2 separate regions of the Columba livia genome follow, and region 2 is linked to region 1. The links are chromatin contacts, called in public Hi-C maps. All regions are on one chromosome and are shown on one strand. The core of a region is the stretch at or near the end of the contact, and the rest is flanking DNA. Distances in the headings are between cores, read along the strand shown.

Region 1 (6,819 bases), core at 447-2,946:
AAACCAAACCAAACCAACAACCAAACAGTGACCCTCTTCCCCAGTTGGATACAGGATTTCAGAAGTTTTACTTCTTAGAAAAATGCTTCTTACCTCTGACTGTAGAAAACGCTAGTTTTATTGTTTTGGGAATGAGACAAGCAGACAGATTATAGGATGTCAATGATGCAATTACAATATTAAGTGATATCCTGTGAACAATCCTTGTATTTCCTTTAGGCTTACTTGCTCAGATTACAACAGTGTTGTTTTTCCATAGTGCTTTAATTCTGTTAATCCTTTCACAACCTCTAAGACTGCCACTGATGTTAATGAATTCCCACATTTATTAATGAAGGACTTTATGTTATGCAGTTACACTCAGATGTCAAAAGTGGGTTTAGCCCACTAACTCTGCAAACCTTTCACTTGGGGAACAAAAATTAGGATTCCACCATCCTTCCCTTTACCTTTTGGTCTATTCTGGTGTGTAGTTTACAGATACTGCCATATTTGTTTAGGTGAAAATGATCACTGTGGCATCAGTAGAAGAGAGACCATCACCAAATCTTTCAGATACTTCCTCTCAGGAATACACAACGTCGTCTTGCTTGTTTTCCTTTTCTGATCAGAGTATTGAGATGTATGGTCACCTGGATAAGCAACTGTCATCCACAATACCCACTGCCCACTGCGTCCTGTCACCTGAACTCAGCAGCACACCAGTTCTCCCAGTAAGGGCCCACCATGATAATGATGACTCCACCCAGCAGACTCTAAGCCTCACCTAATGTGCTGGTTGCACTGGGTTAGATTTGTTGGTAATAAAGTGCTAAAGAAAGTAGCACAGGTCTGCAAAATGATCAGTCACGCTAATTTATTTCAAGAGGTCACAGATGATAAAATCATATCCTAAAATAGTTTCCCCAGAGCGTTGTTTCCTATTGCTCACGAAAGATGATGGAAAATAAAATCCTCTCTGTTTGAATTGAATGGCAGCCTTTAAGGCTTCCCAGCATAAGAGAGGGAAGTTAACATCTCTGCAGGAGTAAGCCCTTTTCCCTGCCAAGCTTGTGAAGCCCAATGCAAACAGCATTTACATATTTGCACTTCTTATCATGTATTATTCTGCTTACCGAACAACACAAACAGAAATGAGGATAGAGGTGCTGTGACAGAAGCAGTGATGGGGAAAGATCATAGATTATCGATGCCCTGGAATCAGATATATTGCGAATTACACAAGACAAAAGAGAAGACTATTTCTCCTTTCCAAAGTCATAGATACAGTTTGCTAACATAATGGTCCATATCACTGCACCAGCACCACAACAAATGTTTCACCTTCACTTCCCACTGGCTGAAAATAGAGCGTTTACAGCTAAATTATGCATTCAACATAAGAGATTTGCACTGACAGTAAAAAAATTAGTAGATCAGCGAGGGGTGAGACCAGATATTTAGGGCTTGCCCTCGTCCCTGCTACCTCAGTATTGATACCGGGGTCCAGCTCCGGCTGCAGCTCCCGCTCGCACGGCGCACGCACTCCCACAAGCCCCACAGCGGGTGGAACCGCCAAGCCTTCAACGTGGGATCACGGTGCACGACCGCAGGAACGCGAAATCCCCTCCACCTGAGGACTACAGCTCCCAGCCTGCCCGGCCGGCCGGCCGCCCCGCTCCGCCCCGCCCCGCCTCCAGCCTCCGTCCCAGCCTCCGCCCGCCTCCGGCCTCCGTCGCGGCCCCGCCCGCCTCAGCTGACAGCGGCAAGATGGTGGTGGCGCAACACGGGGAGGTCTGCACCTGGTTCAGCTGACAACGTTAAGATGGCGGCGGTGCGGGAAGCGGAGTTCGCCGCCCTGCAGAGACTGCTGCGGGTGAGCGGGCCGCCGAGCTACTGGAGGACGGGGGCCCGTCCTGGTGGCGGGGTCTGCCTTTCTCTGGCCGCGGCTGAGCGCCTCCCACTTTGCTTCCCGCCAGGCACCATCGAGGGATGCCGTGCGGCAGCTGTGCCAGCAATGTTTCTCCAGCCCGCCCGCCGGCCTTGCCGCGTTGGCACAGCGCGTCTGCCTCAGCCTCGCGCCCGGCCCGGAGGAAGCGGAGCAGGTAAAGCCGGGCGGGCAGCGGCAGGGAGAGCCGCCGGCGCGGCCACGAGCGGGATGCCTTCGGAAGCGTTCTCTCGCGCTGCGCAGAAACGGGGCGCGTAAAAAAGAGCGGGAGGATGGAATGTGCCTGCCTGGGCCTCACCGTGCAGGAGGGAGCGAAGCGGTGCGGGCGCCAGCATAGAGCTTGACCCAGTCCATCAGGAAGATGTATGGTGCCATGGGGCTCTGAAGGACCGCGGCCGCTGCTGTAATGAAACGTGCTCTATCAAACGATCCTCCTGCATAGGCATAGTCCACAGGACCCTCACAGGAAGGCAAAAGGGGAGTGCGTGAGGCGTGTGTGTTAAAGGACAGTGAGGATCTCGGCTCGTTACCCATTAAGGCTGGTGGGCAGTACTTGCATGTCACAGGTCCTGGTGGTTTTGGTCTCACTGCATAATCATAGAATAGATTGGCTTGGAGTGGATCTTCAAAGGTCATCTAGTTCACCCCCCCTGCAATGAGCAGGAACATCCTCAACTAGATCAGGTTACTCAGAGCCCCGTCCAGCCTGGCCTTGAATGTTTCCAGGGATGGGGCAGCTGCCACCTCTCTGGGCAACCTGAGTGTTTTGCCACCCTCATTGTAAAAAAATTGTTCCTCATGTCTAGCCTGAATCTCCCCTCCTTTTGTTTAAAAATGTCCCGTTGTAACAGGCCCTGGTTAAAACTCTGTCCCCATCTTTCTTATAGGCCCTTTTTAGTTACGGGAAGGCTGCAGTAAGGTCTCCCTGGAGTCTTCTCTTCCCCAGGCTGAACAAGCCCAACTCTCTTAGCCTGTCCTCATAGGAGAGGTGTTCCATCTCCCTGATCATGTTGGTGGCCTCTTCTGGACCCTTTCCAACAGGTCCATGTCTTACCTGTGCTGAGGGCTCCAGAGCTGGACACAGTACTCCAGGTGGGGTCTCACCAAAGTGAAGTAGAGGGGCAGAATCACCTCCCTTGTCCTGCTGGCTACACTCCTTTTGATTGGCCTTTTGGGCTGCAGCGCCGATTTCTGGCTCATGTCCAGTCTTTCATCCACCAGTATCCCCAAGTCCTTCTCCGCAGGGCTGATACAGAAGCTGTGTCTCTACTGGCTGCTGAAGGCCTGTCTGTTGCTGCATGTAATGTTTTTCAACCCAGTTGGGCCCTTTCTCCTCTTCCTTTCCTACAGCTGGTGTTTGCTTTGCACAACCTCACCAGGCATGTTGTGTACCATGGCCTAACGAAGGCAGAAGATATCCTCTCTCTCTTTCCAGAGAACTTCCACCAAAATCTGAAAAGCCTTTTGACTAAGATAATCTTGGAGAATATGTGAGTGCTACCTACCTGCCATTTGCTTTCAGCTGCAAAGTTAAAGCCTGGTTTGATATGTGAATAGTTGCCCGCATGCGAAGTCTTGTTTCTATGAATTTTGTGCATGCCTTGGGCATACTCACACAAGCTGGGATGAGCATAGGTGAATGAAACATGTCATCTGAGTGGAATGGCAAACAAAACACAGCCATGGGCACAGAAGTTTTTCCTGAGACTTTTGGAATAGGTGTGGGCTTCATTCGTATAATGCAAAGCCCCTTTTATCTTAACAACTCACCTGCGTAGTAGAAAAATGCTACAGCTTAGAGGGCTAGATTTCAGCACTACAAAATCTGATTAGGTAGCATTTAGATGCCTGTCCACTTACCACCTTGATTTAGATGTGGAGGCACTGTATGCAGAACTGCTATGCTCTACCACTGCCTCACTGCTTGGTAGCCCATTGCTTTGACAAAGCTGGAGAGAAAGATACGTACCATATGTGAGCTGCATGTACAGAAGAACAAATAGTTGGTCACCAGTTTGCCTACTGTTGCCCACAAATGACAGCCTTTCCTTGGCACTTAGTAGCATAGGCAGTCTCCCTGCTTACTGGTGCATCCCTGGTGACCCTTCCATCAGGCATAAGCCACTCTGAATGCTTTCCCTACCTTTTTGTTTTTTTTCCTCCCCAAAGCTCTGCTGATACTGTTTTTCTCTTCTTCACTTTTTCACAGCTCTGCTTGGAGGAATGAGGCACAAGCAAGTCAGAGTAAGTAGTAGCTCAAATCTTTGATGCTGTTAATGTTTCCTGAGGTCATTGGAGCTTAGAGTGTAGAATAGTGTGTCGCAACATGTTTTCATAAAGTAGCATGTGAAAACCCCATTTGGCTTAGATGATGCTGTGTGATTGTGGCATCACAGAGCTTAGCAGAGGCCAAAAAGCTTGTATGAAGTGCTGCTGTGCTAAATTGTTCCCAGTCATCATGCAGTTCCATTTAATGCTCAGTCTGTTGCTACCTTGCAGAGTGCAGTGTATAGCAAGTATTTGCCAAACTTGAAAGTGAAACACTCTGATCTCCCCATTCAGGTAATTAATGTCCATATTCTATAACTGTGCAACTGTAAAGAATATGTATTTATTGGGGAACACTTTATCTTTGTACATCTAGTCAGTTCTGTGCATTGTTTCTGTTCCATGCATCAGGAAGTATATTGCATATATTCATAACTCTGCTTTTTCCTCACCTTTATAAACAGTGATATAATTAAGGAGCGCAAACTTTTAACAACAGCATCATGGGCACTGAGTTACCTCCCAGTTAGGTGTTCCATGCAGCTACAACACTTTGTTTTCTCCCTAGGAGGTTTCCTTTACATCTGTAGCACTTAAGAGGCCTATAAATGAGAGCTGGTACATAACAGAGTAGTTTGAAGACTGAATGGATCCTCTTTACACTTTGCCTGCAGAGGAAATAATGTCCAACAGCTAACCAGTATAGCAAGACCTGGAAATACACTGTCCTTTAAAGTTTTACTAGAATATAAGTAGGTAGCAGTTGTGTAATGCTAGTACAGTAAATACAGCAGTTGCTTATACTAAACAATATTCTAGTGTTACTAAGACACATAATGCTTTTTCCTGCATTCTTAACGCTCTAGTGCGTCAGAGGAGATGACATACCAGCATGACACACTAGGTAGGTCTTTACAACCCAGAAGCAAAGCTGGGTGTGTAGCTCTTGGAGCACCACTCAGGAGCTCTGCTCTGACACTCATGTCTTTGTATTCATTAGATGAATATTGGAATGAGATTGTCCTCTAGAAAATGATTTATTATTTTAACACTGTATTCATTAAATATCTGACATATATCACATAGGGCCAAGGCAGAGATTTTAGGGACATTCCAACTGATCGATCAATGTTAACATAAAAATGTGGATGGTTTCCTGGCCCTCCCAAGCCACCAGCAATCAATCTTTGCAAATTGATATACAAGGGTATGTTCCAGTGGCTGCAGAGCAGGTATCTGGAAGTCCTGAGCTGGAGTTCACAGCAAACCGGAACTGGATTCAGGGATTAAGGGTCTGGAACCAGGCCTCAGATTAGAAGCACAACAGGCAGGGTCCTGTTCAGATGCTGGTCGAAGAGAGTGAGACCCTTGTGATCTCCCACTTTTATAGGGTGTGTGACATCTAAAAACTTGCTTTAGTTTCACCTGACTGTATTCTTCAGATGTTCCATATATTTATTACTGGTAGCTGAAAGACACTGCAGAGGAAAATTTTGTTCCCAAGAACTGACAAAGACTGCTTGCAGCCAGCCTGTTGGTACCAGAGTTTCTTTGGGAGAACTTTAATCTCAGTTTATATGCCAGTTTGCATGGTGCTTAGAGACTCTTGAGGGTTCATAGTGCAGTGACCTTCATTAAATACACACCATTAGGAGAAAATATCCCTCTCCACTCTCTGCAAGAGATAGCTGGCCTGCCAAGAAATTTGTGCAACTAAGTCAGGCCTGGCCTCCTTCCCTTGGAAGGCTCATGGATTTCCCAGCTCTGAACTATTAATGTCAGTATTGTGCTAGACTGTTGAATGATTTCTGTTAGGCTGATTAGGATGATATCTTCAATATTTTAACAAATTGACAGGATGTGAAGATTGCAGATTACCCATACATATGCTGTACTGCAGGATGCTCTGGTTCACAGGTTGGGGAACTTGAAATAACATGTTGTATGCTGCTGGATTTTTAAGAGCATTCCTGTGTGCTTTCTTATTGATTACAGAATAGAGCATGTGGTTCCCAGAGCAACTTAGGATGAAACCCTAGTTTACTGTTACAGGCAGCAAGGCAGGGGATGAAGAAGTAGAGAAGACATCTTACTGCTCCCCTTCTACCAGCAGCTTTGTGAATTTATCTATGCTTGTCTTGTGCTGTGCCATCCTTGCATGTGATAGTGGGAGAACCCTGTTTGTCCTTCCAGTGTCATGAGGAGGCCTTCAGAAACTGGCTTATTGCAGAATAAAAATGATGATGTAAAACCATGTAGTCGCACTAAAGTTGTACACTTCCCAGGGCCAGAAGTGGAGAATGGTGTACGTGGTAGTAGTCACAGGTTCCAGGGTCTGGTGTCATGTTCTGCTGGGCCGAATAGATCCTTTTTTTTAAATCCCTCAGTCTCCCTGCCTCGGCTGATTGACATGGACTGGAGGGTAGACATCAAGACATCTTCAGACAGCATCAGCAGAATGGCAGTCCCTACTTGCCTGCTTCAGTTAAAGGTAATGTCAGTGGCTGTACAGGACACAGAATAAAAATAAGCCTAACACCTTCCTTACCAGTGGCAGTGCAGAACAGTTCAGACAGGCATCTGGTGCTTGCCTGTTGCCTGGTGGGCAATTAACAGACTTTCTC
Region 2 (6,931 bases), core at 2,626-5,125, 370 kb after region 1:
GCAGCCACTGAGCAGGTTGCTGCCTTCATCAGGATGTGCCTGCTCAGATGTAGAACGGATTATGCTGTTGTTTGATTACAGCAGGATAGATAGTGGCATTTGCAGTTTAAAGGGGATTAGTTTGTCCTTTATCCTTATTTTGGCTGTATTTTGAGTCACAAATTTGGTAGGAAAAAACCTACCAATTATTTTAGTAAGATTGAAAAGCTTTCCTGTTCTTCAATTCTGCCTCAACCTCTGTTTCAAAGATAACCAAAATGGGAAAAGAGAACTGAGAACCAGCATAAACACCCAGTGGAAGTAACTGCCACCTCCAGGGATGTTCCTGGTACAGTAACACTTGACATAATCTGTATTAAGAGGTTGGTACCCAGTCCCAGCACCCAAAGCAGCTGACAGCAGGTAAGCCCACAACATCTGTATCAGTAAGCTAAAACTAACTGCTTCAGTTTTCTTAGTGCTAGTCAAGGTTTGCTTTAAAAAACACACAAATGTGTATTCAGCTGAAGTATGCAATAGGCACATTATTTTAGCCACTCAAAGAACTTTTGCCCTTCTAGTGACAAAACAGCTAGGAAAGAGAAAGAAAAGGGTAGCATTTGAAAGCTTAACTCTACCCCTCCTTTCCTCAGAGGGAACGAGTAAAAGTTTGTTCAGTTCGGTGCAGTGAGAAGTTGGAAAGACTTGGTCTCTGTTGTCCATTAGGGAAGACCAAGCAGGTGCATGCTTCCCTATCAAACCGTATAAAAACATTCAGGTCAAAGGCAGCAAATTGTTAACACGCTTTACTGAAATGTCAGTTTCTGCAGTATGTTACAGAAAAGCTAACAAACATATAGAATGTACATAAAAGGCAGACTTTGTAAAATAAAAAAGTCCTCTTTTATAAAAAATTTAAAAGTCAAAGTAAAGTGCATGAAACAGTTTTTCCTTCACTTTAACTGTTGTATCCAAGTCTTAGCACACAGCAATGTTTTTAAAAGCCAGGACATCCTCTTGCGTTGCTCATTAGTCAGTTACTTTACTGGTCAGATGAAACAACTATAGTGATGACTACAAATGCTTTAAGAACCAAAACAGTTTAACCCGCTGCATCCACAAAAAAAAGACTAAGAGCTAACAGAGTATGGGTTTCCTGTACACTTCCCAATCAACAGGATTTAACAATCAGTAGAAAGGTTCACTCTCATTAGAGAAAATCAGTAAGGAACAAGCTTCATGAATAGGGAGGTTAGGCTAGTTAGGGACATCCCTATTGTGCAATCAGTTATTGGTCTATGAATATCAACATTCATACTTAAATATGCTATTGCAAAAGGAATAATATATAAGGAAATGTTTTCACCTGCCTCCTTTGGAAGGAAGAGGTAGCTGACCCCAATCCAGACAAAACCAACTGCTTTCCTACGGGGTCTCTTATGAGGGTGAGTGCACCAACAGAACTGAGGAAAGCACTCAAGATGCCGAATCCTCTAATTTTTTCAAGCTCTAGAACCAAAACCCCGGAGTGGAACTCTGCAATAATTACACCGATCACACTCTGCATCTCCAGGGAACTTGACGCTAATTAACTGCTCCTCTACCTGCTATTACCTGCACCTGAGCGTGAGCATCCGCTCCTGGCGGCCGAACCCTCCCCCCATCCCCGGCAGTCGTGGCGGTTACAGGGCACCGAGCACCGAGGTGGCGGGCAGGGCCCACCCTAGCCTTCGGCGGCCACCGGGATAAGTCCTCCTCCATCGGAGGAGAGAAAAAACGGGACACTGCGGGCAACAGGCTCTCGCCGCCACCCTCCGCCCACCCCGGGGCCGTCAAAGCACGGCGGCCTGTGCCCGGCAGTGGGCGATGTGACGGTGCACGAAGTCAACGCGGGCCTGCAGCAGCTCGGCCTGCCGCTCCGAGAGGAAGCCGAGGCGCGCCCAGAGCGGCTCCCGCGCCCGGTAGCGGCGGCGCAGCTCGGCAGCGGCGCTGCGGCGGCGGTGCAGCTCAGCGACACGCCGCGCCGTGCCCTCGCGGAAAACGCAGATGGAGCGGAGCAGTGACTCGTTGTACGGGTCCCACATGGCGAGGAGGCGGTAGCCGTGTACCAGCCCCGCCTCGTTGTCCATAAAGACGAGCCCGCCATCAGGGGCGCGGAGCAGGTTGCTGGTGGCGCGGCCCATCACCCTTGGGTCCCACTGCAGGCTGAAGAAATTGCTGACCAGACGGTCGAAGTTGGCCGTCAGATAATCGAAAAGGATCAGATCGCTCCACTGCACCAGCTCCACTAGCTGCGACGGCGGCAGGACGCCCAGCTCCCCCGCAGACAGCGGCTGCAGCCACCGGCCGGCGCCTGCTTCGGCTCCCCAGGGCGCGGGGGCCACAACGGCAGTAAGGTTGTCCACCCAGCGGGTCAGGCTGACCACGGCACCCTCGACCCAGTGCGATCCGCGCAGCTCCTCCCGCACTGGCTCCCACTGCTGCCCGCGGGCCTCCACCAGGGCGAGGACCATGGGCGGCAGCCGTTCCTGTATGCCCAGCACCCCGGCCAGGTGGTACGAGAGCGCCTCGCCCTGGATCTGCTCCGGGTTGATGCCGTAGCGGACGCAGGCGCGACTCCCGTCCGACAGCCGTGCCAACCGGTTGGAGCTGCGCCCGCAGCCGCCCCGCTCCAGCGAGGCCACACGGGCGGCACGCGCGGCCGACAGCCATGCCACCGCCTCCTCCTCCGCGAAGCCCGGCGGCACTTGCTCCTCCAGCTCACGGCTCCAGAAGATGCCCCGCTCCACCGGAGAGGCGGTGTCGGCTGGCGGCTGCGAGCCGGACGCAGCGAACCGCCGTTCGCCGCCCTGTTCCTCCTGGCCCGCCGCCGGTAGGGCCAGCAGCGCCCGGAAAGTTTTCTGCCCACCGCCGCCGGGCTCGCCCCGCGCCGCCGAGGAGCGCCCCCAGACCCACCGCCCGGGGGGTAGCCCCGCGGGCGAGCGCGGCTCTAGATCCAGCTCCCGCTGAGTCGCCGCTTCCCGCCGCAGCAGCACCGTCCACAGCGCTGGCAATGCGGCCAGCAGCAGCAGCCCCAGCACGGGTAGGGAGCCCGGCGCGGCCCGTTTCGCCCTCTTCATCCTCCTGCCGCTTCACGCCGCTGCCGCGGGACACAGCGGCACCGCAGCCCCACCGCTCGGCCGCTCGACGCGGCGCTGGCGCATGGCGCCGGATCCGGCCGGGCCGGATCAGACCAGACCCCCGGGGAGCAACAGCTGCAACAGACGGTGCCCCTACATACCTACGCTGTATGTGCCCAGCTCCAGCAGCACCCGAGAGGCACAGGCAACCCGCACCACGTGGGGGAGCCGGGGGGAAGGAAAGAGGGCCGGCCTGGCCCGCCCCCTCTTCCCGCGTGGCCCTGCGCTTAAAGCGACGACGTCCCTAGTGGCGGTGATGGCGGGGTGTTCCGTCTTGGAGGTGGAAGCGTGGGGAGTGTCGTGGGGCCGGCGCTGGACGGCGGGAATGGAGAGCGCTGCAGCGGAGGCACTCGGCTGCGCCACTTCCTCCTCCCCGCTGCATGCAGCACAAAGGAGCCTACACAGCGAGAAAGAGGGAGGGCAGCGGAAGGAGGCGCGCGCGCCGGTGTAGTCGCCCCCTGTGCCGGTCCACGGGCTCCACCGGAGCCCCCGGGCGCGGTCGCGCCGCCTCCTGCCCCCGACCAGCACGGCAGGGTGGCGCCGCCGTCACCGGCGGATTGGTGACCCCTCCGCTCTCCACCCGGCGCTGGGGGCAGGGAGCGGGGCCCGGAGCCGGCAGCTGGTTGCACAAGAGGATCGCCTGAAAGACAGGCGCCACTCCAGGACCAAGCTGTAATGCCACGGCTTGTTGCTGAGAATCCCTGCCGGGCAGGGCTGTCGCTGGCCGTGGGCAGGGCGCGGTCGTAACACACCACAGAGTGCCACCTCCTCCGCCGCTTTCTCCCGCTTCGGCGGCGGCGGCATGGGACAGCTGTTGCGGGGCCCGTGTGTACGAAAGGGAGCGCTGTCGGCGTCCGTGCACACCGATGTGTGCAGCCAGCTCAGGTGCGTCACGGCGTCTGCGGTGCGGACTAGATTTTCCTGGTATTTTAATCCTCCGAGAGAAAGTGTCAAGTTTGCGAAGTTTCAAGCCCCACCCCAAGGGATTTCGTGCCCAAGAGAGCCACAGCCAGCACTTTTCTACAAGTTTTGTCTCTTTGAGGACGTTAGGGTGTATACTGGAAGATTAGAGGAGTACCTGTTTCTGTCTCTCATTTCCAGCTTCCTGCCTTTCCAAGGCAAGGAAGCTTAGCTCTGCACTTTCTGTATTTTACTGGAGACCTCTCCTAGGAAAGACATGTTTGTGAGCCAAGTTAAAACACATCTCCCTTCTTCAATCAGTGCCATGGCTGTCCTCCAGAGTAGTTATTTGAGTTGGATCAGAGAAGAAAAACCACCACATACAGAATCTTAAAACATCACAGAAAAATATCCAACCACTCCACAGTCTTCCGGGTTGAATTGAATGCAATGTATTTTAATATAAGAAAAAATGAATTATCTCTTTGATAGGATTCTATTACAAACCATTTGAACTCTCCTAATCCACCTTAACAACTTAAAAAAAAAAAGGAACCTGAATTAATTGGCTTTTCCCTCAAATTCCCCTTTAAACTGGGACTTCACAGTCTTCCTAGGGAAGCTCTGACTGTGAGATGCCAATGCCTTAAGTCCACCTTGCCTCCAGCGCGCCCTGCGGCATCGCGGAGTTTGCGGACGGCAGCGTTTCTCTTGCGGTCACACAGTCGAGGGCGGCCCCGAGCCCGCATAGTGGGAGAGGAGCAAAGCGAGCCCTTCTCGCTCCCCTGCGGAGCCGAGCGGTCGTGTCGTACCAGCTCCTCCTGGCGGTCACGCCGCCGCGCTGCAGCCGCCGCTGCTGTCCCTGATCGGACCGTCCGGACAGTCGGGCCCCGTCACCCCAGCAGGGCCCAGGCCGAGGAGACCGACTTGCAGGAAGCCATTTAGTGAAGGGCTCACTCCTGGGTGGAGGGGTCTCATGGCGAGAAATAGGAGTGCCAGGCACGGAAAGGACAAGCCAGTGCATGTAAAAAATTGTGGCTGATGCTTTTTCTAACAGCAAGACCTCACATCTAACTGTGACTATTTTAACTGGGACCATTAGTGCTCTTGGGTCTCTCATGCACAAAGGAACTTGCTGAAATAATGAGAAATAGTAATCATCTTGGCTTCCCTAAGTGCAATAGAAGCTATAATTCTTCTTGTTATCTGTGAATTCAGTTCTCATGTGATTCTGACCTTGAGGCCTTACTACGAAATGATGCTTTACACTTTCATACTTTGAAACCACATGAGCTACATGGTGAACACCAGGTGTGTGACTTGGAACTGGTGATTGCTATAATTCGTGGTGGCCAATAAGAACAGTACCGTTAGACTAAGCAGGAGGCTTTTATCCAACAGGAGGCTGAATATTTTTACCAAAGAAATGGCACAGAATTATCTCTGTTCTCTGTCATTTTCCAGTTTGAAATAGCTTTAAGAAAACTCGCAGCTTCTTCGGAAAGGACTGAAAATAGAAAGTGAGTTTTATTCCATGCATAGGTTGAACATGTATTTTGATTTAAGTTAATTATTTGCATTTCTTTCAGGATGAATTCTAGTGCATATCCAACTGCCAGTGCCTACACTAGGAAGTCCCACTTGGAGAAGTACCATTATCGTGAATAAGGACATTACATTTCTTGTAATTAAGGTGAGCATAAGCTCCAAGTTATGCATGAGATTCATTTCAATTACAGCTTGCCTCTTGTAAGCTAAGCAGTTAATCAATGGGCTATACTGTGACTACACCCTTAAATCAATAGCTGGACAAACACCATTTCCCTGAAATACTCTGCCTCTGACTACATTATCTGGAAAAAGAACAAGCCAGAGTTTTGCTGAGCCACCCCACTGGCTTAGTCCTGCTTATAAGCTGGAATATTTTTAAAACCAGATGATTGGTAGAGGGCTAAACATCAGCCAAGCTGATGTGCTCTTCAATTTACAGCATGTTAAACATTCCTGAAACTGTGATCACTGATATGTTTGGGTCAATCAGATGTCTTGTTACTTCTTTTTTGATTGCAATGAGCAGCTTGAAGATAAAGGAAATACAGTCTCCAAGCTTCTCAGCCCTATACTGGAGAAGGGAGAGATGGTCACTGTCCAGACCCAGAATCTGAGCATGTAAAAATATAACAAAATAATTTCTGGTTTCCTTGCTTTGTTTCTTATATTAACTTGATATTAGCAGCCTGACAAAGCTAGGCTCATAGAATACCTAGCTGCTAGTGTTTCACACTGATTTTAGCCAAGTGAAGGCCTTGTTCTCCTCATTCCCCTCCTGACCCCCAGTACACAGCTTCCTGGTGATGTGGGGTAGTTGTAATTTCAGGCAGCAGTGATTCCTCCCATCAAAGGTAGAAGAAATGGGGACTGAATAGAGATTTCAAGATTTCTTCCCTGCAGTGAAAGTTATTTCATACTCAAGTCAAAAGCCAAACTCTAATGGGCTTTCACAGGGTTTGGATTAAAGGCAAGCAGATGGAGACTTTACTATTCTGGACACAGCTTGCCTGTGCTGGACATGAAGAGCCCTGCCTCTGCTAACAATCTCTGCTGGGCAAAGAAGGCTGGCAAAACAGGTGCAGAGCAAGGCTCCGTTTGCACCAGAGCCCAAAACTATCAACAGCTCCAAAGTGCTCTCCGGGTCAGGAGAGAGTATCCTCTTATGGCTGGAGCTGCATCTGCCAAAGGGGATGCAGCTGCAGCCCGCTGCTGGATGACAACAGCCATGTGTAGGCACTCTCTGGCTCAGGGAAGTTCTAGCCTGTGGTAACGTTGCATATCTTCATCTGATATTCTCTCACAGCTCAAAGCTTCGGTACAAC

Evidence for each region. A called contact is a pair of places that touch in the nucleus more often than the background predicts.
Region 2: a Hi-C map of liver shows a contact between it and region 1, with 2.9 times the contacts expected there. The contact joins the promoter of PAMR1 here to the promoter of COMMD9 in region 1. A contact is called at or near these places in 2 of 2 Hi-C or Micro-C datasets (crop and liver).

Annotation. Positions count from the first base shown.
Region 1 is chr5:47,823,289-47,830,107 of bColLiv1.pat.W.v2, forward strand. COMMD9 (COMM domain containing 9) reads left to right here and starts at 1,697. Exons shown (of 6, transcript XM_005500237.3): 1 at 1,697-1,855; 2 at 1,959-2,084; 3 at 3,278-3,417; 4 at 4,137-4,171; 5 at 6,583-6,686. The coding sequence starts at 1,805. It overlaps PRR5L (proline rich 5 like), which reads right to left and starts at 1,640. Exons shown (of 13, transcript XM_065064848.1): 1 at 1,466-1,640.
Region 2 is chr5:48,188,802-48,195,732 of bColLiv1.pat.W.v2, forward strand. PAMR1 (peptidase domain containing associated with muscle regeneration 1) reads left to right here and starts at 3,876. Exons shown (of 13, transcript XM_065064862.1): 1 at 3,876-4,043; 2 at 5,648-5,751. It overlaps FJX1 (four-jointed box kinase 1), which reads right to left and starts at 3,098. Exons shown (of 1, transcript XM_065064870.1): 1 at 771-3,098. The coding sequence starts at 3,098. The coding sequence ends at 1,812. It overlaps LOC135579600 (a long non-coding RNA gene), which reads right to left and starts at 3,398. Exons shown (of 4, transcript XR_010473041.1): 1 at 3,260-3,398.